Linked DNA regions of Mus musculus: all the other regions are linked to region 1. Evidence: chromatin contacts called from public ChIA-PET, HiChIP or PLAC-seq and promoter capture Hi-C data. All regions are on one chromosome and are shown on one strand. The core of a region is the stretch at or near the end of the contact, and the rest is flanking DNA. Distances in the headings are between cores, read along the strand shown.

The links. Promoter capture Hi-C pulls out the DNA fragments that hold promoters and counts their contacts. ChIA-PET counts read pairs in DNA pulled down with a chosen protein or histone mark. HiChIP or PLAC-seq counts read pairs in DNA pulled down with a chosen protein or histone mark.
Region 2: a contact with region 1 is called in an H3K4me3 HiChIP or PLAC-seq map of embryonic basal ganglia, with 4 times the contacts expected there. The contact joins the enhancer-like site here to the promoter of Cfap298 in region 1. A contact is called at or near these places in 2 of 39 promoter capture datasets (cranial neural crest and embryonic stem cells), 1 of 484 Hi-C or Micro-C datasets (cerebral cortex) and 3 of 115 datasets of contacts at active chromatin or transcription factors (the SCID.adh cell line, embryonic basal ganglia and embryonic hindbrain).
Region 3: a promoter capture Hi-C map of neural stem cells shows a contact between it and region 1. The contact joins the promoter of Ifnar1 here to the promoter of Cfap298 in region 1. A contact is called at or near these places in 5 of 39 promoter capture datasets (embryonic stem cells, hippocampal neurons, liver and 2 more), 2 of 484 Hi-C or Micro-C datasets (LSK cells and embryonic stem cells) and 2 of 9 other capture datasets (adipose tissue and pancreatic islet).
Region 4: an RNA polymerase II ChIA-PET map of memory CD8 T cells shows a contact between it and region 1, with 65 read pairs. The contact joins the promoter of A930006K02Rik here to the promoter of Cfap298 in region 1. A contact is called at or near these places in 1 of 39 promoter capture datasets (embryonic stem cells) and 2 of 115 datasets of contacts at active chromatin or transcription factors (effector CD8 T cells and memory CD8 T cells).
Region 5: a contact with region 1 is called in an H3K27ac HiChIP or PLAC-seq map of cardiomyocytes, with 5 times the contacts expected there. The contact joins the enhancer-like site here to the promoter of Cfap298 in region 1. A contact is called at or near these places in 2 of 39 promoter capture datasets (cranial neural crest and maxillary cranial neural crest), 1 of 484 Hi-C or Micro-C datasets (embryonic fibroblasts) and 5 of 115 datasets of contacts at active chromatin or transcription factors (T-cell acute lymphoblastic leukemia, bone marrow-derived macrophages, cardiomyocytes and 2 more).

Annotation. Positions count from the first base shown.
Region 1 is chr16:90,932,465-90,938,691 of GRCm38.p6, reverse strand. It overlaps Cfap298 (cilia and flagella associate protien 298), which reads left to right and starts at 3,843. Exons shown (of 7, transcript NM_026502.2): 1 at 3,843-4,110. The coding sequence starts at 3,972. Synj1 (synaptojanin 1) reads left to right here. Exons shown (of 32, transcript NM_001164483.1): 32 at 1-2,595. The coding sequence ends at 452.
Region 2 is chr16:90,346,049-90,352,275 of GRCm38.p6, reverse strand. No RefSeq gene overlaps it. Among named protein-coding and RNA genes, the nearest start is that of Hunk, 37 kb to the left of the region's middle. Within about 2 kb of position 2,330, at least 76 of the 459 cell types and tissues checked have an H3K27ac peak or open chromatin away from gene starts, as enhancers often do. A contact at or near this core is called in embryonic basal ganglia, where this site is marked.
Region 3 is chr16:91,482,947-91,489,173 of GRCm38.p6, reverse strand. It overlaps Ifnar1 (interferon (alpha and beta) receptor 1), which reads right to left and starts at 3,959. Exons shown (of 11, transcript NM_010508.2): 1 at 3,758-3,959. The coding sequence starts at 3,830.
Region 4 is chr16:91,462,506-91,468,732 of GRCm38.p6, reverse strand. A930006K02Rik (RIKEN cDNA A930006K02 gene) reads right to left here and starts at 3,629. Exons shown (of 2, transcript NR_077219.1): 1 at 3,097-3,629.
Region 5 is chr16:90,403,103-90,409,329 of GRCm38.p6, reverse strand. The region is part of intron 1 of Hunk (hormonally upregulated Neu-associated kinase); the gene reads right to left. Among named protein-coding and RNA genes, the nearest start is that of Hunk, 20 kb to the right of the region's middle. Within about 2 kb of position 3,234, at least 49 of the 459 cell types and tissues checked have an H3K27ac peak or open chromatin away from gene starts, as enhancers often do. A contact at or near this core is called in embryonic basal ganglia, where this site is marked.

The DNA.
Region 1 (6,227 bases), core at 2,594-5,093:
TTCAGTCCCAAGAATCAGAGGCAACTTCTTGGCTCTCCAAAGAAGAGCCTGTTCCCAACAGTCCCTTCCCTCCTCTCATGCCTCTCAGTCATGACACGAGCAAGGCTTCAAGTTCGCTTGGTGGCTTTGAGGACAATTTTGATCTGCAGAGCCAGTCTACAGTAAAAACAAGCAACCCCAAAGGATGGGTAACCTTTGACGAAGACGACAACTTTCCTACAACAGGAAAGTCAAAGTCAGTTTGTCCAGACTTAGTGGGTAACGCGCCAGCTTCATTTGATGATGACTGGAGTAAAGGTGCGAGCGTTTCTTTCTGTGTGTTGCCAGCCAGAAGGCCACCACCACCACCACCTCCTGTCCCTCTGCTACCACCTGGCACAACCTCATCTGCAGGACCTAGCACAACCCTGCCATCTAAGGCACCTTCCACATTGGACTTCACGGAAAGATAATTAAGTAGGGAGGGCGGGAGTTTCTCCTCGTGTGTTTGGCTGTTTGTTTCTGTTTTGTCAGGGTGGATCCAAGAGAATGGGGCATTAGTCAGTCATGTGCAATAAATGATCAGTAAGAGCACTGATATTTATATAAAATACCACTGGAGGATGTGGAGAAAGCTGGAATTTGTGTATATCAGAAATAACAAAGACATCCTCTTATTAACTGGAGTTCTACTTTTTCTCTTCAGATGAATAGAATAGAGCAGGAACTATTTTTAAAAGTGCTTAAAACTACTCTAGAAAATAGTCCTTATTCGCATAGTCACATAAAAATCACGTAAAGCCCACACAACTGCAGCTGACAGGACTGCAGCCCATTGTGCTGTTGAGGATTGGTAGTCATGGATACTTACCAAAGAGCTTCCAGAGTTCTGGTGAGATTGTTGTGAAAGGCATCACTTTAGTCAAAAGGTCTGTGTATGTGTACACTATGAGTATATGTCTGTATTTATGCACACAAACATGTATACATCCACATACTTATAAAACTTGATATAATTCAGATCAAATTTTACCTAACAGTTCTGACAATGTCCTTTTTTCAATATCTGTCAAGAAGATGGCCGCCACCGGCTGTGCTTTCTATATTTTGACTGATTGTGCATCCTGGAGTAGAATAATCCCTTTAGAGAACTGCCATTTCCTATTATTCTCTACCCCAGCCCTTCAGAGTCACCCTCATTACCTTCCTCCTCTGTACCTCTATGATGCCTTTCTCTGGGCATTTACAGTTGGCCGTCTGGACGTGGTCGGTCACGTGGACAGATAGAAGAGTGGGCGCACACCACCAGCTTCACGGAGGAACATTGTCCGTGTGCTCTTTTCTCTGCGTGGCCCTTTGCCCTTCCATACCTTTCTGTTTGCCAGTTGCCTGGAGCTCTGCTTTCAGCTGTTGAGTGGTCTGAATTAGGAACATGTCCAGTGTATGTTCTCCCATGTAAGAGGCTACATAGCACATCCATGATGCTGCTTTAAGGCTTTAGAGGCTATACCTCAAATTAGCTGTGGATTTTGTCTCCTGCACTGCCAGTATGCAACTGATCTTACGTTTATTAATTTTGTGGGAAAAAATACATGGAATTTTTACAAAAAAACAAAAACAAAAAACAAACAAACAAAAAAAAAACAAAACAACAAAAACATAGTATTTTGATATCATTAGTTAAGCCAGTCAGAAAACTCCCTAAGCTATTGTTTGGTCAGTTGGTTGTCAGTCAGCTGAAGTTAAAACATCCTTACCCATTAAGACTTAATGTTCTCTTTATATAAAAAGAGAGTTATGTGCTTACACCCACGTTCCTACATCTACCTACCTGAACCTTTAAAGATGTGTATTGTAAGATTAGAAAGGACGTATGGCTGCCCTCACCTCCGTGTAAAAGCACAGCAGGCTGCATCGCACTTCTCTCCTAGAGCAGATCTGTTAGGACAGAGCACCTTTGCAAATGCTCAGTGTTATCACAATCCTGTGTTTATAGAAGTAACTCTGCTGCAGCCATCACTCGCTGTTAGCAATAACTCTTGTGAGTTTTAGATCGTGCTTGTTGGGGTTCTAATCATTTCAACAGTAGTAGCTTTTAAACTGCAGTATTACTAGAGCAGTGTGCTTCAAAATGTGAATTAACTTGTTGAGATTGTGGCTGTAACATCTGTGTGAGTAGTGTGTATGGTATCCACTCCCCATTAGCAAGCTAATCCACTTTAGAAAACTGAAGCAGTGTGGATCGCAGCCCTGAGCAGTGACTCCCTCAGGTGTGAACCACTGTAATGTCTGCAGAGCAATAGCTCTGCCTTGTCAGGAAGTCTGGTAGCTGCTGAAACGCACAAAGCAAGTTAAAGTTTGCTACAAAGAACTCGACATCGTGTGTATTTGCCAGGTCTGGTCAAAGCAGAAAACAGACACTAAGAATCTCTGTGAGTCTCTGTTCTCTCTAGTAGATTGCTGTTTATATGTATGTAAGAGGTTTATCGCTTATGTGGCATACAGTATTTATAACTATATACTTTATAGAAGTACAGTATTAAAGTTGCTGGTATACATTCTGTACATATCTTGTGAGATGTGCTGTCATATGAAATAAATATGTCTTTATCACCAGCTGACTTCTTTACTCAAAAGGGAAGAGGTTTTTTTTTCTCTCTATGCATGTGTGCACTCCCACATTCGTGTGTGTGTGTGTGTGTGTGTGTGTGCACATAATACATGCAGGGAATAAGAGGTAGTTTATTCTGAAGCCAAATTTGAATGAATGACCATGACAGATTTGGGTTACCCCAAATTCCATGTTCACAAAGTTTTGTAGCTCTCTAAGACAAAGTCGTAAGTCATGGCAAGTTTAAAATACATTGGTGGAAATGCCAGAGAGGCATATACAGTAAGACGAAGTTTTTCTTTAGTTACCAGATGCTATTTGACGATATTCTTAACTTTTGGGTTAGTGAAAGCTACGTTTATAGATTTCAGAGCCTATATGCAAGTTATTTCTGACCCATAGGAGGGCAATGGACGTCTGTTCTAGGAGCTATAGCTAACAGAGACAAGGTAATCAGTCTGGACCCGCAGATTCACAGCCTCTCCACATCACTGCTGTTTTTATTACACAGCTTCTTTCCAGGAATTTCCATTGGCAAGTAAAAAATTTAATGTGCCATCACCACAAACAAACAAAAAACCCTCACCATTTAGCGAAACTATGAGTTTGAGATCATTTCAAAGCACAGGTTAATTTTCTTTGCTAATTTTCTTTACTCCTCTATTTGATTTTCTTCCATCCATTTGTTTTCTCTTTATAACACTAAAATGGGATCCTCAGCTGTGTCTGAGCGCCCTGGAAGAACAGCGCTGCGCCCGCTTGCCCTATCTGAGATTGTGGGGGACCGAGACTCCATGGGACGGGCGATAGACAGCTGTGGAACTAAATGAGCTCTGCACAGCAGCAGCGCTCCCCACTTTTTGACCGGAGACCCAAAGCAGAAGGCATTTCCGGAAGCGATCCGTGCCTGCGCGAAACCAGTCTGAGTTTGGCGGCGGCTATGCTCCCATAGTGCCCAGCGCTCGCTCTCATTCTTAATCCAGGAGTCGCCATGCTCCTCCAGCGGACATCTCCCGAGTCCCCGGACCGTCCGCACAGGCCTCTAGCTGTTAGTTTGGGTTTTGGTTGCCCGGGCAACAGCTACTTCCGGGAGCGGCGACTGTGCGGCCCGCACAACCTGTTCTTCAGCGCCTCCGGCCTTCCAGGCGCGAGTTCTAACTGGGCACGAGCTCAATGTTTGACTGTTGCCCCTGGCAACAGCCACTTCCGCGAGCGTGCGCCGTTTTCTTCATCCCTCCGGGCTGAAGCGTGAGCCGCGTTCCACGGTTCCTCCTCGGAGCAGCGGTTAATCTCAGGCTGGTGTGGGTCCGGCCGACCCGGCTCGGGCCTCGTGGTCCCTGCCCCGCAGCCTTGCCACCTCGGCGGCGCCTCTGGCGCAGCCATGGTTGTGCTGCACGTGAAGAGAGGCGACGAGAGCCAGTTCTTACTGCAGGCGCCCGGGAGCACGGAGCTGGAAGAGCTCACGGCGCAGGTGGCCCGCGTCTACAACGGGCGGCTGAAGGTGCACCGGCTCTGCTCAGGTGCGGAAAGGGAGGCCGGCGGCTTCGGGGTCAGGGGGCAGCGCCCGGGGTCGCGAGGATTTGGGGAGATTTGCCGTAGCCCGGGGTGGGAAAGGAGCATCAGGGTTGACCGGGGATGAAAGACCAACGGCTGGAGGAAACCCAGGCTCGCCAGCCAACCGCCGACTCGGAGGAGAGCAGCCGGGATGCCAAGTGAGGCTGAGCTAAGCCGGGATTTGGGCTTCCGGGAAGTGCGAACGTACTGGGTCGAAAGGTGGCGGGACGGAGCTGAGGGATCGGGGACGGTGGGAGTTGTCAAGGGTGAGGGTGGAGTGAGTGGTGGCTGCAGGGAAGGGGGACAGTTTGAGACGCTAAAAGCCCTGGCCCTTGAGTCTCTTCGCTTTGAAGCCGCCCATGAAAGTTCTCACCGGGAGAGCCTTGGTGTTGTTTTCTGTCTCCTAGGAAACACATGATTTTTACATTATAGAGAACGCCTTAAGACCCGTTTTATATATATAATCAAACTTAACTGCTTTCAAAGAAGGCTCAATATTAAATGACATATTAAAAGTAAAACATTTAGGGGGTGGGGGGAACCTCCGGGTCTTTAACATCATAAACCGAAAGTGTGGGGCAGCATGTAAGAACTGCATGGGTGAGCCAGGCGGTGGTGGCGCACGCCTTTAATCCCAGCACTTGGGAGGCAGAGAGAGGCGGATTTCTGAGTTCGAGGCCAGCCTGGTCTACAAAGTGAGTTCCAGGACAGCCAGGGCTATACAGAGAAACCCTGTCTCAAAAAAAAAAAAAAAAAAAAAAAAAAAACAAGAATTGCATGGGTGAATCTACACAGAGGTAGGCACTGAAGCAAATACCATGGAGGATCACTGCCCCTGGCCTGCGCCTCACGACTTGCTCAGCCTGCTTTCTCATACCACCCAGGACCACTTGCCTAGGGGTGATACCACCCGGAGAGTGCTACCCCCCCCCCCCTTACTGTCATTGAGAAAATGCCTTACCTACAGACTTGCCTACAAACAGTCTGAAATAGACATTTTCTCAGTTGAGGTTCCTTCTTCCTAGATACGTCTATGTTCATGCCAGGTCAACAAAAGCCAAGCAGAACCAATTGCTTCCTTGTCAACACCAATCGACATATCACCATGAAACCATAACCCTCTCCTTTTTGTTTATCCCCAAGACCTTATTAATATGGATATCTCAATATAAAACAAATTCCAACTTTCAGAAGTTCCACAGGCTTTTAAATTTTTTCACTTTAAAAATGCAGTCTCTTTCAAAGTTCAAACCTCTCTGTAATATCCATTACCGGGCACCTGTAAAAAGACCTAATCTCACTCCAAGAGGGAAGACCATGAGCGCACTCGCACTGGAAGGAGAACTGAAGTGCAGCCCTGTGAAGCTCGCTGTCAGAGGTGCGGGACTCAGGGTCTTCTCCGCTCCCTCTGCTCTGCAGGGCCCACAGAACACATCTCACAGGCTGAGGCTGGCTCCACTCCGTAGCTGCTGCTGTCCTTGGTGGTCATCCCATGGTGTTGGCATTTCCAAACTGCCGGAACCGCAGGCTTCCCCTTACCAATGGCACCGATTGCCTCTTGGCCTCTCTTTGGGCTCTCTCACCCTGCATCATGATGCCAGGCCTCAGCCTCTCTCCATGATCCTTTCAATCCTGGGGTTTCCCTGAAACTGAAGTTTGACCTGGCCTCTTCCTATGCCCAGCCTCTACTGTTCTCCATGACTCTTCATGCCCTCACAATCAGTACCATCTGGAAGGTGCATACACTTGGCCAAGTTTGGCTGCAGGCATGAGCGGGCTTTGGCCCCCTCTAGACAACAGCTCTGTCCGTTGACCCTCAGGAAGCTTATCCCAGAAGGTTTTTGTCTTAACGATATTGTTATTTTCTTAGTCACAGCTGATCTCAGCCCTGGCAAGGGTTTCACACTGCAGTGGTTCTGGTCTGGTCTTACAGCTCTGGCTGAGCAGAACCAACGGGGTGGGTGGGTTGAACTCAGAGATCTGCCTGCCTCTGTGTCCCAAGTGCTGGGATTAAATGTGGGAAGATTCTTAATACAAAATACCACACGAATGGCCCAGGTAGAGTCTTGATTTCCCTCTTGAC
Region 2 (6,227 bases), core at 1,081-3,580, 580 kb after region 1:
ATTCTAGACACCACCTACCTACCTTTGGACTTTTTTTTTTTACTGTGTAAAGAAAAATAAATCTGTTACATGCAACTGAAACCATTCCTGGGATGTATCTCTATATATATATCATATATATGTGTGTGTGTGTGTGTGTGTGTGTGTCATCCTTAGCATACATAGTATATATAATATTCCAAGAATATATATATATATGTATACACACATATATGTTTAGCTACAAAAGTACTAAAAATACACCCACACCCGGAAAGGGGGAAAGTTGCTCGAAAGCTAAGCTTGAGTTCCATGCCTGCTTTTCAGCCGAGCCTCCAAACCCCAGCTGGTCCAATTTCAGCTCCTCAGTTGAGCACTGACTCACCAGCTCTCTAAGACACTGTGCTCAGAAGTGTGGCCTCTGGGCCGGAACAAATGTACGACAGAGCCATGCTGCTGTCTTTTAACGATGTACTCAGCCAGCTCTGGGAGAAAGGGTCGACCCTGAGTATCTGAACGGCTTAATGGCTCCAAACTCAACACAAATGGGGTGCTGAGCAGTTGCTTAGCCTCCTGAGGAAGGGATTTCTGGGTTGGCATCTGTGAGATCAGCTAAGAAACCTTACCGAGTGTCGTAGCATAGTCTGAGAAAGAAAGAAGAGTTGGGCATGAAGCAATTTACGCACAAGCCCTATTGAAGTATTTAGGGGCGGGAGGACCCAAGCCCTCACAGTTATACAGAATTGTTAGAGAGTCTAGATAATCAAGTTATATTTTTGAGCAATAACAGAATACTTATTCCTTCCAATTTGCATGTGGCAAAATAAAAATAACCAAAACAATGGGTATAAAAATAAACGTTGAGGCCAGGGAAATACAATTTTAAATACAAAAACTAATCCATTTCTATGCGGCCGACTGGTATTTTCCAAGACTGTCAAGATCATTCAATAGGAAAAGAATGTTTTTAATAGACGGCAATCGGTGAACCAGTTTCACACGCAAGAAAGAGCCAAGTTCAGCCTTCACGTCACACCACAGAAATAGTAACTCAAAATGATCGGCGGCCTAAATCTATGGCCTTAGATTTGGCAACAGATTCTTCGATGTGACACAAAAAGCACAGACCTCAAAAGAAAGAACAGGTGAGCGTGGCTTGATCAAAGTCAGAATGTTTGTCCGTAAAAGAACCTTGTGAAAAAAGTAAAAGACAAGACCACCAACATAACAAAAGAAAATGCATCTGATGTGACTTTAATATCAAGGGCACATGATAGCCAGTAGGCCCCCAGACCTTAGCACAACTGACTCCATGATGGAAGTGCCATTCTGGCCGTAAACTCAGCACCACCTGCCAAAAGTAAAACAAAAATCTAATCTGTCAAAGCCGGGGAAAGTCCCTAAAAGTACTAACCTTGCTTTTTGGCTTCTGTACCTCTGCTTTCTGTTAACTGAAGTACGTCAACCCGGAATATGGTTTGTGGGCTTAAAAGTCCCTCTGAGAAAGGCTCAGGGCGACCCTGGGATCCCAAACGCCCAGTGTAGTTAGTCACTGGCGGCTCGTATCAACTTTCTGTCTGCTCAAACCCATGTCCAGGTAGCCTTCACTGGCAGATGCCCTGCAACAACACAAACACAAACAACAAAGAACTCAGATTTTTTCAAATGGGTGTGGCACGGAACAGACATCTGCCCAAAGGAGCTACACGAATAACCAAAGAGCCCACAGAAAGATTGCAATATTATTGTTATTCAGGCAGTAGATACGAAAACCATAATGCAATGTCACTTCACATGCAGTAAGATGGCCACAATTTATCTAAAGTGTAAACTAACAAGGGGAACACAGTGAAATGAATGTCATGAGCTGGGGGTGGGGGTGGGGCAATGATTCAGCATGACCCCTCCATGCAATGAGGAGGTTGCAGAAAATGCAGTATGCATGAAGCTGCTGACATAGCATGGCGTGCTGTCTCTGTTGCTTAATTTTTGTCAGCTTGACACAAACTATAGTCACCTGGGAAGAGAGACCTCACTTAAGAAAATGCCTCTAGGACTGGAGAGGTGCCTCAGAGGTTAAGAGCGCTGTCTGCTCTCTCAGAGGTCCTGAGTTCAATTCCCAGCAACCATAAGGTGGCTCACAACCATCTGTAATGGGATCTAATGCCCTCTTCTGGTGCGTCTCAAGACAGCTGCTGTGTATTCATGTGAAATAAATTAATAAATCTTAAAAAGAGAAAGAAAAAAGAAAGTGCCTCTGTCAGATTGGCCTATAGGCAAGTCTATGGGGGCATTTTCATGATTAATGATTGGTGTGGGAGGGCCCGGCCCACTGTGGGCGGTGCCGCCCCCAGAGCTGGTGGCTACCGCCATGGATTGTATAAGAAAGCAATCTGAGTAAGACATGGAGAGAAAGCCAGTAAGTGTAAAGGGCTGCAATCTACGTGCCGCCACTAGATGGTGCTAAACCTCATTGTGCGCAGCTGCGTGAGCACAGCCAGCCAAAGTCACCAGTCCATCTCCGAGGCTTTTGCCCAACCCCTGGGGGCTTTAACCTATCCCCAGGGTGCATGAGGATCATGGGTGTTGCTACCAGTCCTAGTTTAGACACGTCACCAAAAGTATTTAAGCCACACACTTTCTGAGCTTTCTTTGTCTACCTCAATATGATATAGAAGTAAAAGTTAACCGTGGAAGAATCTGGTGTGTCCTGTGTTTATTTCCCGCGGGACGGGGATAAGCTCGGGATACTTGGTGCTGAAACCCGGGAAAAAACGCCTTAACAACGCAGGCACCTAGAGGAGACCCTCCGACCAACCGGAGCAGATTTCAGAACCACGGTGGATTTTGGAATTCCGAGAGCATGCTGAATCCTTGTAAGTAACTCTGATCCTTCTTAATCCCTCCCCTTAACTGGAAGGTGGCACTAAAAGCCTTTTGTTCTCATGCTGGCTGTGTTAACCCTATTTCTCCTGGTTTGATCCTGCACTCACCAGAAGTGGCGCTGAAAGAAAAAGTTTTGAATGCTGTGAAGCACAGTCAGACGGACGTATATAAGCCGCAGTGCTCGTCTCATATTTAAGCCTCTCGTAGATAAGGGAGCAGTATGGGAAATTCACATTCTGTAACTACAGCTCTACACTCTGTTTTAAAACAGCGAGAGATAAAAGTTTCTACAAGAACCTTAGAAACGTTCATTAAGGAAATAGAACGTATATCACCTTGGTACGCGTGTTCAGGGTCGTTAACTCTTTCCTCTTGGGAGAAATTAAGGGAAGACTTAGCTAAGGAACAACAGAATGGGAAATTAAAGGCAGGGACCATGCCATTATGGAAACTGGTGAGATCGTGTCTGGAGGATGAGAGATGCCGTCCAGCAATAATAACAGGGCAGGCAATATTAGAAGAAGCACAGGACAGCATGGCAGAAACGGAATGGTGTGAAAGGTTAGGAGCTCCAAAAAAGGAAAATGTGCACAAAGTAAAAAGCCCTTCCAGAGACCTTGAGTCAGAGGAAGTGAAAAATTTGAGGATAAGTCCTCAGGGAGAGAAAAAGGAAAAGGAGAAAGTTCAGAAAAGGAAAAGCCTTTATCCGGTAAAGGAACTAGAGGCTTTAAAGCTTGATAGTTTAAAAGCAGATGAGCTTAGCTCCTCTGAGGAAGAGGAGTCGCATTATGAGGCAGCTCATTATAAAAAAGAAAGATACCATCCAGAGGAAAGGCGAGTGAAGAAATCAGAGAAAAAATTAAAAGTTACTGGAGACACAGAACAGGCCACCTCTGGGCCTTCTAGTCTCAATACACCTCCACCTTATGTGGAGAAATTTTATTCTGATTCTTTTCTTTCAAAGGAGGAAAAGAAAAAATTATATCAGGCATTTCCTGTCTTTGAAGCTGCAGATGGAGGGCGAGTACACGCCCCCGTGGAGTATACTCAGATAAAAGAACTTGCTGAGTCGGTTCGCAATTATGGAGTTAGTGCCAACTTCACTATCTCCCAAATTGAAAGATTTGCTACTTTAGCCATGACCCCAGGAGACTGGCAGACAACAGTGAAGGCTGCACTCCCTAATATGGGGCAATATATGGAGTGGAAAGCGTTGTGGCATGATGCTTCTCAGACACAGGCCAAAGTCAATGCCACTGCTGAAGGCAATCAGAGAAATTGGACATTTGAATTATTAACAGGACAAGGGCAATATGCTAATAATCAGACGAATTATGATTGGGGAGCATACAATCAAATCTCCACTGCTGCCATTAAGGCGTGGAAGGCACTTTCCAAAAAGGGAGAGTCTGGAAGATACTTGACAAAAATTATACAAAATCCTCAGGAGTCATTCTCAGACTTTGTAGCTAGAATGACAGAGGCAGCAGACAGAATTTTTGGAGACTCTGAACAGGCAATGCCTTTAGTGAAACAGTTGATTTATGAGCAAGCCACTCAAGAATACAGAGCAGCAATTACACCCAGAAAGAGCAAAGGACTGCAAGATTGGTTAAGGGTATGCCGTGAGCTTGGAGGCCCCTTATCTAATGCAGGGTTAGCGGCTGCCATCCTGCAAGGCCAAAGGCGTTCAGATACAAATAGTAATAACAGGGTCTGCTATAACTGTGGCAAACCAGGGCATATGAGAAGAGACTGCCAGGCACTCGTAAAAGAAAAAGTGCTAGGGCTATGTACCAGGTGTGGAAAAGGCTATCATCGAGCCAGTGAGTGTCGTTCAAGTCGTTCAATTAAAGACGTCAGAGGCAGATTTATTCAGTCTGGACCTCAGGCAAAAAGAAGTGAAGACAATTCAAAAAACGAGTTTCTGGGCCCCAGGTCCCAGGGCCCCAAAACATATGGGATCCCAGCTCACAACAGGCAGACACTACAGTCCACAGAGCTGCAGAAGTCTCAGCAAGAGTGGATCTCTGTGCCATCACTCGATTCATGCTGACACCCTCAATGGGGATGCAGCCCATTCCCACTGACTTCAAAGGGCCTCTGCCATCCAGAAGTGTTGGCCTAATACTGGGCCAGGCCTCCTTGGCTTTACAAGGCCTCATTATCCACCCTGGAGTCGTAGATCAAGACTATGAGGGGGAACTTCAAGTTCTTTGTTCCTGTCCTCAAGGTGTTTTTTCTATAGCACAAGGAGATAAAATAGCTCAGCTAATAGTCTTGCCAAGCCTACATGGCTACTCCCCCTCCCCTGGTGTCCTTCAAGCTGCTAGAGAAATTGGCTCTGCTGAAAATGATTCTGCTTACTTAATAATGCCTCTTGATTCCAGGCCAACTTTAGAGTTAGTTATAGAAGGGAAACACTTCAAAGGGATTCTAGATACAGGAGCAGATAAAAGTATCATCTCTTCCCACTGGTGGCCAAAATCTTGGCCCGTTACTCAGTCATCACATTCTTTGCAAGGGTTAGGCTATCAGTCCTGCCCCACTATCAGCTCTCGCACTCTGAGCTGGCAAGCACCTGAAGGTCAAACGGGAAGGTTTACTCCCCATGTCTTACCACTCCCAGTTAATCTTTGGGGGAGAGACATTTTACAGGCACTAGGAATAACCTTGACTAATGAGTACTCACCACAAGCTGTTCAAATGATGAAGAAAATGGGCTATAAAGAGGGAAAGGGATTAGAGAAAAGAGAGCAGGGTAGACTTGAACCTATTCCTCAAGAGGGTAATAAAGGAAGACAAGGCTTGGGTTTTTTCTAGAATCAGCTGTTGAGGGTTCCATGCCCATACCTTGGATTACAGAGGAGAATGTATGGGTTCCTCAATGGCCTCTATCCTCTAAAAAATTAGAAGCAGCCACAAAACTGGTCTCTGAACAGCTACGCTTAGGTCATTTAGAACCCTCTACCTCACCCTGGAATACACCTATTTTTGTAATTAAGAAAAAATCTGGCAAATGGCGTTTATTACATGATCTTAGAGCAATTAATGCACAAATGCGCCTGTTTGGATCAGTTCAGCGAGGGCTCCCATTGCTCTCCGCCCTACCTAAAAATTGGGAAATTATAATTATAGATATTAAAGATTGTTTTTTCTCTATACCTTTATGTCCTCAAGATAGGCAAAGATTTGCATTTACCATCCCAGCCATTAATCACTTAGAGCCTGATCATAGGTACCAATGGAAGGTCTTGCCTCAGGGGATGGCAAATAGCCCCACTATGTGTCAGCTGTATGTGCAATTGGCACTTAAGTCAGTTAAAAATCATTTTCCATCGATTCTTCTGATAAATTATATG
Region 3 (6,227 bases), core at 2,710-5,209, 550 kb before region 1:
ACTCAGGCAGGTCAGGAAGCAGGAGCTGATGCAGAGGCCACGGAGGGATGTTTCTTACTGGCTTGCTTCCCCTGGTTTGTTCAGCCTGCTTTCTTATAGAACCCAGGACTACCAGCCCAGGGATGGCACCACCCACAATAAGCCCTCCCCCATTGATCACTAATTGAGAAAATGCCTTACAGCTGGATCTCATGGAGGCATTTCCTCAACTGAAGCTCCTTTCTCTGTGATAACTCCAGCTGTGTTAAGATAACACACAAAGCCAGCCAGTACACATCATCAAAGAAACTTCTCTTTGCAACAGATGGAGACCAGAACAGAAAATATGAGCCCAGTCCCTACTGATTCACCTACAGTTCAGCTCCTGCACCTACCGCTCAGGGATCATTGTGGAGGAGGAGGCTGAAAGACTCTAAGAGCCAGAAGAACAAGGATTTTGCTGTGAGACTCTATCTCCTGGAAATGTCAGAGGCTATACCCATAAAGTCTCATCTATGTGACTGCCTAGCCATGGACCAAATAAGCACACGACCAGCCAACATGTTAATGTGAAAGGGAAAACCTCTGGAGGCCTCAATCCTTGGCAGGTGGGTAGGGGTGGCGGTGGACTACAGGCAACTGAGAGCAGGAAAAATAGTCTCCTCCAGGGAAGAAAGAACACAGAGCTCAGTTATCCAGCATCAAACGGACAGCCCTGGAAACATACACACAAGTAGCATACAGACTGAGAAGGTTGTTAACCATTTATTTAGGAATACAGATGAACACATACACACACATACACACACACACACACACACACACACACAGAGCAAGAGTTTGGTAAGAGAGTGGGTTGGTGGTGGAAGTGGTGTGTTATGTGGGAGGGTGTGGAAAGAAGAAAGGAACCTGGGACATAGCATAAATATATTTTAATCTCGGGAAATAACAATTGTATTTTTAAAAATTTAAATTAGATGTATGTGTTCTGTTTTATGTGAGAACGTTTTGCCTGCATGTGTCTATGTACTCCATGGAGGGCAGGGGAGGGTGTCAGATCTCCTACAACTGCACTTATAGGTGGGTGTGAACCACCAAGTGTGTGTGTCAGGAATTGAACCCAGGTCTTTTGCAAGTGTAATTACACAGTCACTAAACCATCTCCAGACCCAGGGCAGAATTTATTCAAACATAGGAAAGTATACAGCAGCCCCCTCTGACGTGGGAGTTGTAGCCCAAGACCTCCAGTGGATGCCTCAGACTGCAGTTAAAGAGTCCAGCTCCGGGCTGGTGAGATGGCTCAGAGGGTAAGAGCACCGACTGTTCTTCCGAAGGTTCAGAGTTCAAATCCCAGCAACCACATGGTGGCTCACAGCCATCTGTAACAAGATCTGACTCCCTCTTCTGGAGTGTCTGAAGACAGCTACAGTGTACTTACATATAATAAATAAATAAATCTTAAAAAAAAAAAAGAGTCCAGCTCGATCTGGATTCGTTCCTACGTACGTATGTACACAGTTATGACAACGTTTAACAAGATAGGCCCGATAAGATGATAAAAATAAATATGGCACACTGTGATTACAGTGGAGTTGGGGTGACAAGGGACATTATTAGACAAATAAGAGGGTTTCTAGAATATAATAATCTCTATGATTTCACTGGTTATCTGGACATCCTGGACAAAGGGAAGATCCCCATCCCAGGGAGGACAGCGAGGTTTCATCACCATACTGCAAATGGCATACAGCTGAAACATGAGGTACACAGACCTCTGTCATTGCTTTATCTAGCTGTATCGAGCCTTTATTAATATATAATGCCTTGTCTCTCATAGCCTTAATTGTGTGGGTTAGACACTTCCAAAGAAGCTACATCACGATAGGACACTTCAAGCAAGGACCATAGTTAGACAGCTTCTTCCTCCAATAGGAGTGAGAGCTCAGGCCCATCTGCACCTCAGGCACGAGGAGGCTTGGGAAAAAGGCTGCTCCAGAGCCTTCAGAAACAAGTGCCACTGCTGGTCGTTTGAATCTACCAGTCATGGTTTGAATATGCTTGGCCCAGGGAGTGGCATTATTTGGAGGTGTGGTCTTCCAACTGTGGGCGTGGGCTTAAGACCCTCACCCTAGCTTCCTGGAAGCCAGTCTTCCATTAACCACCTTCAGATGAAGACGTAGAACTCTCAGCTCTGCCTGCACCATGTCTGCCTAGATGCTGCCCTGCTCCTCCCTTGATGATAATGGACTGAACCTCTCAACCTGTAAGCCAGCTCCAATTAAATGTTGTCTTTTATAAGACTTGCCTTGGTCATGGTGTCTGTTCACAGCGGTAAAACCCTAACTGAGACACTAACCTAACACTTCAAGGACAAGTAGGTAGAGAATAGACCTGTGACTCTTCCGAGAACAGGCCCCCTTACTCCTTTAACATGTATGTCTCACATTTCAGAATAAATTTTTTAATTTCACTGCAAAGCAGAGTCACTCCTTTGTGTTAAAATGTGATGTAAAGTCCTTTTTGTGTGACACTGATGCAACCATGCCTGCTTATCAAGGCAAGTTTTTTAAAGACTTTCTGTATGTGTATACGTGTTCTGCCTGCACATTTGTGTGTGCACCACATGTGCCCCATAGCCAAGGAAGTCAGAAAAGTGTATTCCAATCCCCTGGAACAAAGCAGGATTTAGGGAAGGTTGCAAGTCACCAACTGTGTGCTGGGAACCAATCCAGGTCCCTCTGCAAGAGCAATAAGTGCTCTTACCTGTGAGCCGCCTCTCCAGCCCGAACGAGGCTTTAACTTTAAAAAGTGTCCTTTAACGCTATGTCTGGCTCCACTGTTATCTCCTGTTTTGAAAACTTCTGCCTCAGACTATCATGTCATGTCGCCTGTCAAGCTTCTACTCCAGAGGGTTACAGAACTGCCTCTAGTTACATCCTATGTAAGAGGATGCATCTGAGATGTCTGAATTTCTTTCTTTTCAGCCACCAGGAGCTATCCATCAAGTCTCCCCACTCTGAGTTGTCAGTTTCTCAGTGCTGTCTATGCTAAGTGCACACTACCACTGAGCCACACTTCCAGTACCACCAACGGAGTCTTTGATGTCATCCCTAAACTGACTCTATCCTGTTATCCGTATCCTCTTAGCTTGATCTCCAGTCCAACTGTTGGGATTTACTGATTCTGTGCAGAAAGAGCAGCAAATGTGCTCATGAGATTAACAAAAGACCCAAGAGCATTTGTAGCAGTTACAGTATTCTGTTCATAATAGTCTTTTTCCGATTTACTGTATATGTGTGACCACTTTGCCTGCATGTACATCATGCACGTCTAGCCAGAAATGGGCCATCTTCGGGGTGAGACTTGGGGCAATCACTTACTTCCCAGATATACAGATTTCTAAGAGGAATCAGAACTTTCCTCCAGGAGTGAGGCTAGGTCGTCTTTTTTAGGTTCCTCACATCACTATGAAAACTCTTGTCTCTCCCCTTAGTGGGCATTCTCCCGATGTAACTAGCCCAGTGGTTTCCTGGTTTTGACTTCGGGCCGGTTAGGGGGCCTCTCACCTCACTCCTCTCAGCCCGGGACAAACCGCACTAGGCTGGGAGCGCATTTCTGCTGCTGTCTGGTCTCCCGCCCACCAGCAGCCCTGAGGCTCGGCCCGGGTAGCGTCCTCAGGCTGAAGAGCGGCGCAGGGGGCGGGCGTCGCGGACTCTGGTCACCCGCGCCCAGCTCTCCCTCCATGGTGCCCGGCCCTCGCACAGGCCCCTCGGCTCACCTGCAGCTGAGGGTAGCACCCAAGGCGCCCCGGCCACCAGCACCAGGGCCGCCGCGCCCACGACAGCGAGCATCGTCTTGGGAGGCCGGGCGGCGGCTCACATTCTCCTCCTTCTCCTCAGCAGCACCGCGGAGCTGGAGACTACCTCTGGGCAGCTAGGCCCTCCGCGACGCCCCGCCCCCTCCAGCGCCCCGCCCCTTCCGTGAACGCCCCCGCCCCTCCACCCAGCACAGCTTCTCCGCTGACGCCACGCTCTCTCCGCGAGCAAGCGGCTCGGAAAGTACCGGGCGCGGTCCAGTCAAGGCCTGGGGACTTTGAGGTCCCTGCCACGCTCCGCCCCCACTTCCGGAAAGACTGCCCAGCATTGTCCTTAGACTCCTGAGAGGAAAGCGGGGTGCAGTCAGTGCGCCTGCGCAGCCCCTCCTCCTTCCGGGCTCAGCTTCCTGTTTTTGTCCGGAGGGGGTTCGGAGGCGTTGCCCCGGGGGTTACTAGTCCACTGGCTCGAATCCTGGTGTGGGGATCCCTGGAGGCCGTGGATCAAATGACTCTGGGACCTGGAAGGCGCCGGCAACACTTTTATCTCAACTGCACAAGATCTTTATACTTGATTCCCTGATTTTGTGGGATGGTTTGCTGTTGTGACTCGCTCAATCTTTGGGTTTTGAATTATGCAGCGTTTGGATCTTTTGTCTAATAATGTGGTTTTAGGCTGGTTTTATGTGTATGAGTGTTTTGCATGCATGCATGCATGCATATATGTGCACCGTACATATATGCGTGCCTGGTACCCATGGAGGCCAGTAGAGCGCAGATACCCTGGTATTAAAGTTACTGATCTTCCGAGCTACCATGTTTGTACGCCAGTCCTCTGCACGTGCCCTTAAACCACTGAGCCCTCTCTCTACCCCCTTAACTCCGTCTCTGTCTGATTACTATCTTATAAAGAAACTTATTTGTTGGGCCGGGCGTGGTGGCGCACGCCTTTAATCCCAGCACTCGGGAGGCGGAGGCAGGCGGATTTCTGAGTTCGAGGCCAGCCTGGTCTACAAAGTGAGCTCCAGGACAGCCAGGCCTATACAGAGAAACCCTGTCACGAAAAACCAAAAAAAGAAAAAAAAAAAAAAAAAAGTAAGAAACTTATTTGTTATGCCGGGCGTGGTGGCACATGCCTTTAATCCCAGCACTTGGGAGGCAGAGGCAGGCGGTTTCTGAGTTCGAGGCCAGCCTGGACTAGAGAGTGAGTTCCAGGACAGCCAAGGCTCCACACACAAACCCTGTCTCAAAAAAAAAAAAAAGAGTTCCTCTCTGCTTCCTCACCATCATTCGTCAGATTTCTTGTCAGCCATTCTGACTAGGGTGGGGTAGAATGGCAAAGCAGTGTCAGTGTGCATTTTGCTGGTGGCTCAGGACATTAAGTTCTTTAAAGATAGTTACTGGGTGCATATTTCAGCGTTTGAAAACTGTGTTCGATTTATTGGGCCATTTGTTCCTGGTAGATTCATTTCCTTATTTTCTGAAGTTCTTTATGAATTTGAGATATCAGAGCCTTGTCTGAGGTATAGCTGGACAGGCTTTTTGCCCATCCTGTAGCCTGTGTGATGCACAGATAGTCTCCCTTGATGTTCAGCTCTGTAACTTCATGAATCTACTAATCCCATCTGTTGAGACTTGGGGTTAGTTACCATTCAGAAAGTTCTTGCCTCCCCAGTGTCATGAACAGTATTTCCAGTGTTTTTGGCTACAAGCTTCAGGTTTTAAAGTCTTTGATCCACTGGCTGTTGTATAAAGTGAAAGCCATAACCTCATTCTTCTGCAGGTGGATGTCCAGTTTTGCCAGCACCATTTGTTGAATCCCCATGGTTTTGCCTCTTTTCTCTAGAGGCGGGGGGACACGGTTTGCCAGCTTATTTCCAGGTCCTCTGACCTGTTCCATTGGCCTTCCTGTCTGTTTTTATGCCAGTATTAGACTGTCTTTCTCTCTATACCTCTACCGTATAATTTGAAGGTATGTTTTATGTTAGGACTGCTTTGATTATTAGTAAGTTGTTTGTGGTTCCATATGAAGCCATAAATTATTTCTATTGCATTGGAAATATAATAATAGAATTTGATAAATATCCATTAAATCTATAGACAATTTTGGTAGTACAGACGTTTTCACATATTCTGCCAATTTGAGAGCAGGACAGACCTTTTCATTGTTTAATATCTTCATTGATTTCCTTTTTCAGTGTCTTGAAATTTTCTTTTTTTTTTTTTAAAGATTTATTTATTTATTACATGTAAGTACACTGTAGCTGTCTTCAGACACACCAGAAGAGGGCGTCAGATCTCGTTACAGATGGTTGTGAGCCACCATGTGGTTGCTGGGACTTGAACTCTGGACCTTCGGAAGAGCAGTCGGGTGCTCTTACCCACTGAGCCATCTCACCAGCCCCTTGAAATTTTCAATGTAGAGATGTTTTTCTTT
Region 4 (6,227 bases), core at 2,380-4,879, 530 kb before region 1:
CTGAGGAGAGGAAACTAGCCACATGACAGAACTTAGAATAAAACAAATGGTTATCTGAGTTACAAGCTATCAGAAACAAGCCAGAGCTTTTAGCCTAGGCATTTATTCTTAAATAATTCAATTAAATTATTTCAGGACCTTGGGAGCATGTGGATAAGCCCATGGTTTAAAAATGGCGCCCAATGAGGGGCTCTTAGAATCCAAGCTTAGAGCCTGAGGAAATAAATCCCAGGTGAAAGGCAGGAAAGAAGCACTTCCCAGAGCAGTTTCCTAGTTGGGTGAGAAGCTAAAAACACTGAGAGAGACCAAGAGGAGGCCTGTGAGCTAAGGCAGCTGGTGGGTGCTAGAGCTGCCTCTCGGTCTCTCTTGCACTAGAGCCCACAGGTACAGTAGCTGTGGCTTCTCTAAATGGTGATATGGTTCCAGAGGAAGGCCAAAAAGTACACTTAAGAGAGCTAGACAGCCCAACTTGGGTCCATTCAGGAAAAGCCTATAACCACTCACAGAGAGGGACAGCCCCAAAGTGGGTGGAACCACGAGCCCACCAGCCTGTTAGACAGAGCTATGGGGATGGAGTTAGCCACCATAGACACGTGCTGGTTTGAGGAGCCTGCAGGTTTCCCCAGAGCTGCAGTGGGACTAAAAAGTCTAAAACTTCTGAACTGGTACAATATTGAATTTAAAAACAGTGTAAGAGAGAGTATCTGGGTATACATAATCATAGGAAAAACAAATAGTTTAAATTGGTAAAATAAAGTCCTTAGAGAATTAAATAAATTTAAAGAAATAATCCGTGTAAAGTTGGGGGCACAGTGACACAGAACTTTCGGATCCTGCATAACACCAGGGTTTAAGGAAAGAAACAAAGCGGGGAGAGTTAAAGACCTAATTGGAACTGACACATTACCTTATGATTACTGTCACGTTGGTAATCCTTATTTTAATCCTGATAGCCAAGATGGCTTCTTATGCCTTCTTAAAGAAAACGGCTTTAGAGAGACAAGAAAACAAGAAAAAAATGAAAACTGGAGACAAATTTTCTACATCAAAATGAGGATGAGCTGGGCGTGGTGGTGCATGCCTTTAATCCCAGCAGCACTTGGGAGGCAGAGGCAGGTGAATTTCTGAGTTCGAGGCCAGCCTGGTCTATAGAGTGAGTTCCAGGACAGCCAGAGCTACACAGAGAAACCCTGTCTTGAAGCGGGGGGGGGGGGGGGGGGGGGAGAATGAAGATGCTGTAGATACAATGATACTAAGATGCTGTAGATACAATGATACTAAGATGCTAGAGATACAAGAAAGAGAGAAAAATGAAAAGTGGAGACAAACCTGTGAAGGGAAATTAGAAAAAGTTTACAAATAAGAATGTACATACTAAGATGATTTAAAAAAATTGAAAATATGAAAATTGGAGACAAGTCTTTGAAGAAAAATAGATTATATATATATAATTGAGAAAGACACTAAGATAGAGACAAAGGAAATGAGGCCAGAACCTATATCACCACCCATGGAAAAGGGCAGTCTGTATCTGTTTAAAAAAACCAAAAACCAAAACCATAAAATGACTTTCCCAGCCCTGTTAAGGGAATTAGGAGGAGATGAAAGAAATCCACAGTTATCAAGAGTTTGGGTGGCAACCTAGAGCGACACAAGATTTTAAAAATCAACACAAGCAAGTCTGGGAAAATGGCTCAGTCAGTAAAGTGTGTACAGAAGTCTGAGGAGTCACTTCCTTAGCCAGGCATAGTCATGTACCCACAAGCCCCAGGCTGAGGAGATGGAGACAGGAGGATACCTGGCATTCACTGGACAACCAGTTCAGCTGAATTAATCAGCTCCAGGTTCAGTTAGGGACTCTGTCTCAAAATAAATAAGATGTAGAACAATGGAGGAAGACGCCTGACCTCTGACCCCCACATCCGGGTGCAAAGCAATGTATACAGCTGCACAGGAAAACACGCAGGCACAAACACTAGGGCACAAAACAACACCAACAGCCCAACAGTTGCTAAGCAACAACGCTCTCTCCTCTGGACTGACTCTGAAGGAAGGACATTCTTCTGCTAAGCCAGAAACTGGCTGTACAGTGTGAGTAGGCGACTTCGTCTTTCAGTGCTGCAGCTTCCACTCCTGTAAAATGGATAGTAGCTGAACAGAGAGCTAAAAGTTTAACTAGTTTACGCTTTTAATGACTGGTGTAATCGTTAACTGGCTGAAAGTTAAATGAGTTTACACACTTAATGACTGGTGTAATTGTTAACTGGCTGAAAGTTAACTTAGTTTATACACTTAATGACTGGCATAACTGTTAACTGGCTGAACGTTAAATTAGTTCATACACTCAATGACTGGTATAATCAAGATCCTATCAGACGCGCCACCTGGCCATCCACTTCAGCATCTTTAATGTAGTTCCAGGAGACAAGCTCACATCACCCAGCACAGGGTATGGTGCTCCTGAGCCGCTTTCCTCAATTACCTCAGTGTTGGATTGCAGGCGGGTGCCACCACATTTTGAGTCATTTTTGTTTTTAATTATGCGTGTGTGTGTGTGTGTGTGTGTGTGTGTGTGTAAGTATATATACGTGCAGAGGTCAGAAGATCAGATTTTCCTGGAGATGGAATTAAGAGGCTGTAGAGCACGGGTTCTCAGCCTGTGTGGGTCTCCATCCCTTTCACATGGGTTGCCTGTTATGATTCATAACAGTAGCAAAATTACAGTTATGAAGTAGCAGCAAAATAATTCTATGGTTGAGCCTCACCGCAGCACGAGGGACTGTATTAAAGGGCTGCAGCATTAGGAAGGCTGGGAAACACTGCCCTAGAGTTAGCCACGACGCCAACAGCAGTCCTCTGAAAGAGCAGCAGCACCAGTGAGCCGTCTCTTTAGCTCCTGAAAATTAATTTCTCAATGTACACCCTGCTCAATTGTTAATTTTACATGAACATAGACATAAAACTCTTTTCACCCTGAGCTGAACATAAAACTTTCCAAGAACAAAGGTTCCAAAGCAACCCCCTGGGCTGTGTCACGCTGCTAGCATGAATTCCACCGTGTGCCATCTTCAGGGTGAGACCTGGGGCATCACTTACCTCCCTGAGAGGAGTCGGAACTTATCTCCAGGAGTTCTGGCTGGGATGCCGGGCTGTCTTTTTTGGTTTTATTGTTGTTGTTTGTTTGTTTGTTTTCATCACTATGAAGAGATCTCTCTTGTCTCTCACCCTTAGAGCAGTCGCCATTCTCCCGATGTAATTAGCCCAGTGGTTCCCTGGCTTATTTGTTATTGTTTTGTTAGCCTGCTCGACTGTTAGGAGTGATACTCTCATCTCACTCCTCCGTTAACCCGGGACAAACCGCACTAGGGCTGGAAAGCACATTTCTGCTGCTCTCTGGTCTCCCACCCACCAGCCATCCCAGGCTCGGGCCCGGGTCAGAATCCCAGGCTGGAGCAGAGCCATTGGGCGGGCGTCGGGGTGAGAGCGCTGGACTCAAGCTACCTGCGCCCAGCAATTACTCCCCGTTGCTCGGCCTTCGCTCACCTAAGGCTACGGGCAGAACCCGAGGTGCCTGGGCCAGCAGCACCAGAGACGCCGAGCCTACGACAGCCCTACCTCTTACGTCTTCTGTCACTTCAAGTGACGCGCCAAAAAAAATCCTTGGCCCATTGCAGCCCTCCTAGCAACACCCTCCAGCCCGGGCTCTGCCCTTCGGGAACACCCCATCTATTTGCTCCGCCCCCGTCCCGCCCTCCGCTCAGGCCCCACCCCTCGATGAAAGCTCCGCCCCCTCTGCAAAGGCCCTGTAGTATGCAGTCACTGTCCTCTTAATTTCCGTTTCCTGACAGGTCATGACCCTCCCCACTTCCGGAAGCCCACCGTTAATTGTTCCAACAGCAGAGGCGAACTCAGTTTGCTGCTAGAGCGCCTGCTCAGAGTTCCTGCACTGAGCGCTTTCGTTTCTTGGTTTTGTGTGTGTGTGTGAGCTATGGCTCGTTCCTCAAGGGCTCTCTTGGAACCTAGTGTGGGAACCCACGGGTGCCGGGCACCCTCGGTGGTATCAGAGAGGCAGGTAATTTCCAGTGTGCGGAGAGGTGACATCCTAGGGGCTGGGGTGGTCTGAGATTATGGTTCCCTGACACCTATTCGTAAAGAGTTCGAGCCTGCGTTTGAGAAGGTTATTTACTTACATACCTCAAGACTACGCTATGGAAATAAAATTTAAAGATGATGGATGAGGACATCGGCAGCTTCTGGACAAGCATGCATGGGATCCTGGGTTCAATACCCCGTGGCAGCAAAAATGAAATAATTGAATCGGGCATGGTAACACATGTTTGTAACCTCAGCAGGTAGTTAGCAGGGTGCCCCCATTATATTGGGAGTGGAGAGCCAGCCTGGGCTGCCAGAGAATCAATCTCTCTCTCTCCCTCTCTCTCTTCAGATCTTCTTAGGGTTATTATTGCAGCTATGACAACTGTTGTTAAAACAAGACAAAGAGGCTCAAACCCAAGCTCCTTGAATGACAAAAACGAAAGAATCAACCCCCACGACTGTTTGACTCATGAAATGAACAAGTCCTAAAGATCTGTGGATCCAACAGTTTTTGGTCGTGGCTACTAAGTCATTGGGAAGAACCTTACCAGTGACACATACTTAAGGTTGTTAAAGTTTCTATTTCCCACTGTCCAAGAGTTCTTGCAAACTCGTTGGAACAGTGTTTCTCAACTTTTGGCTGGAGATCCTTATTCAAAGGTTACCTAAGACCATCTGAAAAGAGGTATTTACATTACAATTTATAAGTGTAGCAAAATTGCAGTTATGGAGTAGCAATGAAAGTTTTATGGTTGGGGGGTCACCACAACATGAAGAGCTGTATTTAAGGGTCACAGCATCAGGAAGGTTGAGAACCTCTGAGTTAGAACAACTGATACAGGGATCTATAGCTAAACAATATGAAGAGAGTGAGACTTTAGAGCTTAAGGTCTTAAATGTGATGTCTCCACCAAATCCCTCCCCACCAAGGCACAAGAGTCTAGGCCAAAAAGGAGGCAGAAAGATACAAGCGTCAGAGGTGACAGAGGACTGAAGGAGGTAGTGTTTTCCAGATAGAGCAGGACTGATAGACAAGTGAACTCAGAGACTGTGGCAGCACACACAAGGCCTGCACACTGTCAGCCACAGGGTATCCTGACACCGAGAGCAGGATGTGGACAATAAATAAAGGAAAAAAAGAAGGGGTCCAGCTTCTTCTTCTTCCTCTTCTTCTTCTTCTTCTTCTTCTTCTTCTTCTTCTTCTTCTTCTTCTTCTTCTTCTTCTTCTTCTCCTTCTCCTTCTCCTTCTCCTTCTCCTTCTCCTTCTCCTTCTCCTTCTCCTTCCCCTTTCCCTCCTCCTCCTTCTTTCTTCTTTCTTCTTCTTTCTCCTCCTCCTCCTTCTTTCTTCTTTCTTCTTTCTTCTTCTTTCTCCTCCTCCTTCTTTCTTCTTCTTTCTCCTCCTCCTCCTCCTTCCTCTTCTTCTCTTCTTCTTCTTTACTTCTTCTGGTTTTTCAAGATAGGGTTTCTCTGTGTAGCCCTGGATGTCCTAGAACTCACTCTGTAGACCAGGCTGACCTCAAACTCAGAAATGTGCCTGCCTCTGCCTCCCAAGTGCTGGGATTAAAGGCATGCCCCACCACTGCCTGGCGGGGTTGAGGTTCTTATTCTAGACAAGGGAGACATAGCCAGAGTCAGAGACATCTGGAAGAGTCCAGAGTGGACAGAGGGGCAAACTGAAGCAGTCATGTGAGGAGAGCCAGGAGGGGAGAGACACAGGGGACCCAGGAGCAGCAGCCAAGAGGGCAAGAGGCCAGTGTAGCCAGAGTGGCTGGGTTATATAAGGAGGGCCAGCTGGGGGAAGGGCAGCTCAGTCCAGGCCCTGGGCTGGAGAAGTTTAGCGTAGAGGACAGGAATGCCAGTCACGAGTACACTGTACCATGTAGGGACTTAGGGGTGCTGGGAGATCCTGATGGCTAGAGTCTGCTTTGATCTATTCATAGCATCTCAGCTGTTTGTCCTGGGTTTGAGGCCTGACAGACAATAACGCCTAACCAAGAAGCTACCTGCAACTGATACCTGTTGGTAAAGAAAAAATTGTAGTTTTTTCCAATGGAGTCTCACTGGGTGTATTAGCCACACTTTAGCTAAGTAGGCCTCATGCCCAGAACACAGTGGTATTTTTGTGACTTTTT
Region 5 (6,227 bases), core at 1,985-4,484, 530 kb after region 1:
GCAAGAACCACGGTTATAGTGGCAACACTTTGGAAGCCGCACAGAACAGCCTTTCTCATTTACTCACCTCATAGGGAAATTACCGATATTCATGGGCCACACAAAAGCATCCTATAATCAAATCTAAACACTTCTGGGAGCACCCTAATAATTTCACACATGTGCCCTTGAAGAGTTTCTAACGAACTTAAAATACTTCATTCTTTCAATAGGGATTTCTTTCCCCCTGAGATGAGAGAGTGGATTCACCACAGAGCCCAGGCTGGTTTAGCACCCCTGGCAATCCTCCTGCCTCAGGCTCCTCTCATTCTTTAGAGAGGAATCCTTCCCCTCCCGCTACCCAATCAGACAGCCCTGCGCTTTCTATCACAGAACCAAACCAGGGCCTGATGAGCAAGCTCCGTTCCTTCCACCATGAGGATGCTGTGTCTAGGAACAGGCGCTGCAGCATTTGGACCTGATGAATTTATCATAGAGCAGAGTGAAGTGAGGGGAAGGCTGTGAGGGGAACCCAAAAGCTTCCTGCATGAAGAAGGAAGAGGTGGGAGGATCTAGTTCGAAAACCCTCTCAGTAACCAGCCAAAGTTGTCCGCTGTGACGGGTGCAACGACTTTGGCATTCGGAGCGTGTAAGCACGGTGTCTGTCTGCTGCTATCACAAAACCCTGAGCAGCTTAGACGGCAGAAATGCACTGTCTCCCAGTTAGAAGGGTCAGAAGCCCACAATGCAAACAGAGTGGATTTCTGCTGAGGCCTCTCTCTCTCCCCAGCTGTAGATGGCTACCCCGAGTCTCTTCTTCCTCTGGTCTTGTCTCTGTGTGCGCACATCTCTACCCAAGTTTCCTCTTTTGGAAGAGAAGGCACTGCATTGGATTAGGGCAGTCCATATGATTCCAGTTTTCCTTCCTTCTTAAAGACAACCTGAGATACATTCAGAGGTACTAAGAATTCAGACTGTAATAAAGCAATTTTAGCGGGGGGGCCAACTCAGCCTTGACAAATGCAAATGCAAGACTGGAGAGGGACCAGGTGTCCCCCTCCGTCATCTGAGCTTCCCTGTACACATGCCCAGAGTGACAGTCCCCAGCAGCCACCTAAGCACACAGAGCCCCAGCTCTCAAGCCTTTCTGGAAGGCAAAGCCTTGCTGAGTGACTGGGCTTGCTCCTGGGCACAGGGAGGCACCAGGGAGACGCGGCCCACGCAGCTGCGTGTGATAAATCAGAAGTTGCATTCGCAACACCAAAATGTTCCTCTGTCACAAAGAGATGGATGAGCCTCTCAGGTTACACACCAAAGGAACCCAAAACCACCAAATTCCTTTCCCAGAAAGAAAGAAAGAAAAAAAAATCCCAGTTCAGAGGCTCTGCCTTTCCATTCTCTCCCCTTGCATGTCACCGTCACAGCCCTGATTAAACTGTCACCATGTTCATTCATCCATGGACGGAACCATGCGGAGTGAGGGGGGCTGAGCAGCACTTTGAGATTTTTCTTCATCAAATACACAGACTGAGGTCTCTCACACCTTGTTTGAATTGTGTCTGGAACTCCTGCCACACTACAAGTCTGAGCCCTGAGTCCCTCCAGTATCCTGGTGAGTGAAGACTCAAGAGAGAAGGCAGCAGGTCAGAAGGCCCACGGCGGTTTCTTTTAGACTCTGTTTGTTCCAGAAGATGGGGTATGTCCGGTCTGTTGGACAGTGAGCAACACACACTGAACATGGTTCCCTTCCAGAGTCTCCCCCCTCCTTCGCTGCCTATTCTAGAGGAAGCCACAAAATAGGCTTTGCCAAAGCAGAGAGAGGCCAGGACTGACACTGGCCGGTTTTTACTTACAGTTTGATAAAGCTGTGTTCCTAACACAGCTGAGCTGTCTCTAATTTGTAAAAAGCCCACACAGGTGGTTAGCACAAACTCTACATGTAGAAAGTACCTATAGATGTTTGAGTTGGAAGGAGGGGGGAGGAAAAGAAAGAAGGAAGGAAGGGAGAGAAGGAGGGAGAGAGAGAGGGAAGGATGGAGGAAGGGAGAGGGGGAAGGAGGGAGGGAGGGAAGGAGGGAGGGAGGGAGGGAGAGAGGGAGGGAGGGAGGGAGGGAGGGAGGGAGGGAGGGAGGACAATGGCCCAGCAGAGAAGAGCACTGGCTGCTCTTATACAGGAAGGACCTGAGTTCGGTTCTTAGCACCCATACTAGAAAGCTCACACCCACTTGTAATGTCAGCCCCAGGGGATACGATGCTGCTTTCTGGCATCTGCAGACACAGGCATTCACATACACACATCCACAGAGAGACACACATGCATGCTCACAACTACAAAAGCAGAAAGGAGTTCACCACCATAGCTGTGTGTCTTGTTTTCGTCCAATTACAATTGGGACAGTTCCCCAGTGTTGACCACTCTGACACTTCAGTCTCTCTGCCAAATGGTTTTTCACTTAAAAAATAAATAAAATAAAATTATTTAACCATACTTAATTTTATACATAGCCATACATTCTATGTATTAAGTAATACTATAGCAAACTGATTTGATGTCATTTTAAACAGAACAAAAAGGGGAAAGAGTTCAGGCTACCTTATCGTAAATGACTTTTTGGTAGAGAAATATTAAAACAGCAGACTTCATCAGAAGGGTGCCTTTTCCAGGGGTGCAGACAGAGCGTCATGGTGCAGGGACGAGGGAACCAGTTCTTTTCTTTTTCCCACTTCTTTCTTCCCGTCCCTTCCCCTAGGCCTTGGATAACCTTCCTTTTTACAACAAAGAAGTCTTAGACATGTTCTCTTTCAAATTTGACATTTAATACTTCAAACTCCAAAATTAGCTTTAATTCAAGACGTGTTCGTGTCCCACAGGCAACAGGAAACAATATCCCGTCTCCATCCTGGGACAACTGGCGGCCACATGCAGCCAGAGAGGTACAAGAGCAAAATGGCCTTGTGGGAGGGGAGGATGAGGGCATTGTGGGATTGGAAACAGAACTCCAGGAAACTCCAGTACAAGATCCCATTCTCCTATCCAGGACCCTGCTGTCAGCGGAGGTCTCAAGAGCTCCAGGGGCTTCTAAGCAGGGGTCAGCTAAAGGCAGCACACACTGGAAATGTCCAGCTGCCTGTTGAGGAAAGTGGGAGCCATCAAATCAAAATCACATCCGACGACGCAGCCCCAACCCTAAAACTCTGGTCACTGGGGCAGAAGTCTCTATAAATTTCATTCTTAATTACTTGTTGGAAAGAAGTCTCTACCGTTAAAAGGGCCATAAAGGTGACTAAGAGGTGAGGCCAGGAAGGTTCAGTGATCATCCCTGGTGTGGTGTCATGAATCCTAGAAAGGTAAGGGACACCACCTACCCACACACACACAACACACCAGATGCCTAAAAAGAGCAGAAAGTAAGAACCAGGGGACAGAGAAGCCCCTTCCCCAGGCAGAGAATGGAGGCTGCCAAGAGGCTCATGGCACAGGCAGATACGAGGGGTGTGGAAGCTGAGGAATGCAGACATGTGTGTCCCTGCACGTCCAGAGGCATTCCTGCCCTGGGGGGGGGGGGGGGTAACTGCTGCAGAGGTGTCCCATGATCCTCTTCACCCCCTCGCCTCTATCCTCAGAGGTCAACTCCGTCGTCCAGATAAACCTAGTGGGCGGTCTCTGTCTTGCTAGCTCAAGGAATCTGACCTCTAAATACCTTTAAGTTTAAGAACAGGTCTGAGGATCTAAATGAAAAGCATAAATAACTGCCATGTGTTCTCCAACACAATGATGAATATGCTTTAAGCTAATTAAGTGCTCCCAAAAGCAATATGCTCACTCACACAATCACACTCACTCACTCACACACACACACACACACACACACTCATACACACACATTCTCTCGCTCTCTCTCACACACACACACAACACTCACACACACATACAATCTCTCTTTCACACACACACACACTCTAAGCTAAGCAACACACACTCCATTTACATATACATATGTGCATGGTTGTCACTGAATATTCATGAAGTAGATTTGACTGTGCTACAGATGGAGAAACGGAAGTTTAAAAGGGCTTCAATACCTTACCCAAAATCACAGAAGCAGAAAGTTGGGAGGCAGAAGCTGTGAACCCCCAAAGCCTGCAGCCCGCCAATATGCCACAGGTGAGAAAATATAGTCAAAGGTGCCTCCCTACCCCAGCAAAAAGGCTTCTTCAGGAAACAAGAAACTGGCAAGTCACGGACAATGTATAAAGCAAAGCCAACAACTCCTTCTCTCTCTATGTAAGCTTGAAAACAAGGGGGACACTAAAGAAAAGTATCGCCGGGCTGTGGTGGCGCACACCTTTGATCTCAGCACTTGGGAGGCAGAGGCAGGCGGATTTCTGAGTTCGAGGCCAGCCTGGTCTACAAAGTGAGTTTCAGGACAGCCAGGGCTATACAGAGAAACCCTGTCTCGGAAAACAAAAAAGAAAGGAAGGAAGGAAGGAAGGAAGGAAGGAAGGAAGGAAGGAAGGAAGGAAGGAAGGAAGGAAAGAAGGAAAGAAAGAAAGAAAGAAAGAAAGAAAGAAAGAAAGAAAGAAAGAGAGAGAGAGAGAGAGAGAGAGAGAGAGAGAGGAAGGAAGGGAGAGAGAGAGAGAGAGGTATCAACTGGTTGGCTAAAGAAAGCAAAGCAAAACCTCGATGGACCTTTGCCAAAAAGTCATCAATGAATCAGAAAGAAAGCCAAGTGACTAAGTAGAAGATAATAGCTACAACACAATAAAGATAAAGCTAATATCTTTAATATGGAAATAGCCAGTAACTGCCATATGGGAGAAACGTGGTAGAAACCATTAGCAATATACCAAGACACATATTCTAGAAGTCAACTTCATACAATGTTGCCATGAAGCAGAATCCTTCTGAATTGCAATTTGGTAATATATCAAAACCCTTCAAAGTATTGTTCCTAAGAAATGGCTCAGAGAGACAGTCCCAAGGACAGTCACAGCAGTGTTGTTTATACAGGGGAAATCTTGAAGCAATCCCAACTTTTCAATACTACAGTAACTTCAAATATTTAAATGTATCACAAAACATCACACTTTAAAAGAGGACTTAACAGTGTTGCAAAGCACTAAATTTTCAGTAAAATACAGGGTACTTACAAAATAGTATGAATAGTGGATATCAATGTTGAAATCAAAGGGGAAAGGAAGGTCAGCAGTATCCATAACTAATACATGTGTGTACATGTAACTCCATGTAACTGATACAACATGCTTGCACATGTAACTAAAACATGCATGTGCATGTAACTACAAGTAACTAATAATATGTGCATGTGCATGTAACTGCATGTAACTAATAACACATGCATGTGCATGTAACTCCATGTAACTAATAACACATGCATGTGCATGTAACTCCATGTAACTAATAACACATGCATGTGCATGTAACTACATGTAACTAATAATACATGCATGTGCATGTAGGTACATGTTACTAATAATACATGCATGTGCATGTAACTACATGTAACTAATACAGGCATGTACATGTAACTACACATAACTATTATGTGTATGCAGCACACGTGAACTAAATGTTCACACTGATTTTCTCGGGAGTGTATGACTTAAAGCAATTTTTAATTAACTTTGTGTTTATTTCCAATAAGAAAAGGGAGGCGTGTTTAACCAAACAGGAGGAAAACATTAATGTTGTCTGTAACCGTAGGAGAGTGGATCATGAGGTTTGAAACGCACAGCAAGAGAACGAGCTGATGATGGGAAGAACATGCTATGTGGCTATCAAAGAAAACCCGGGCAGCCATTAGCCCAAGACCCACCTGAATGTGCTAAGAACCTCAAAAGGTCTAAAACCCTCCTGTGACTGAAGTTCACAGCAGGAAATGGTTTGTCAAAAATGCTTTCCAGGTATTCCTGTTACAGCATTTAGGTGAGAGGCACTAATCTGTGGTATTGTATGTACTTAGCATGTATGAGCCCAAGGGTATATACTCTCAGTCCCACATACATAGTTGATCATAAGAAAAAGAGAATTAGCATTTGGCAATTTACACACACAAACACACACACATTCTCACACGCCCCCCCCACACACACACATGCACACAGACACATATTTAAATAAATACGTTGTTGAGTGATGACCCCTTTAAAGGCAGGAAGCCACTGCTGTGTGTTTGTTGACTGGATTATTGCGCATGCTCTCTGGTTCTTTGTCTGTTGCTTTAATG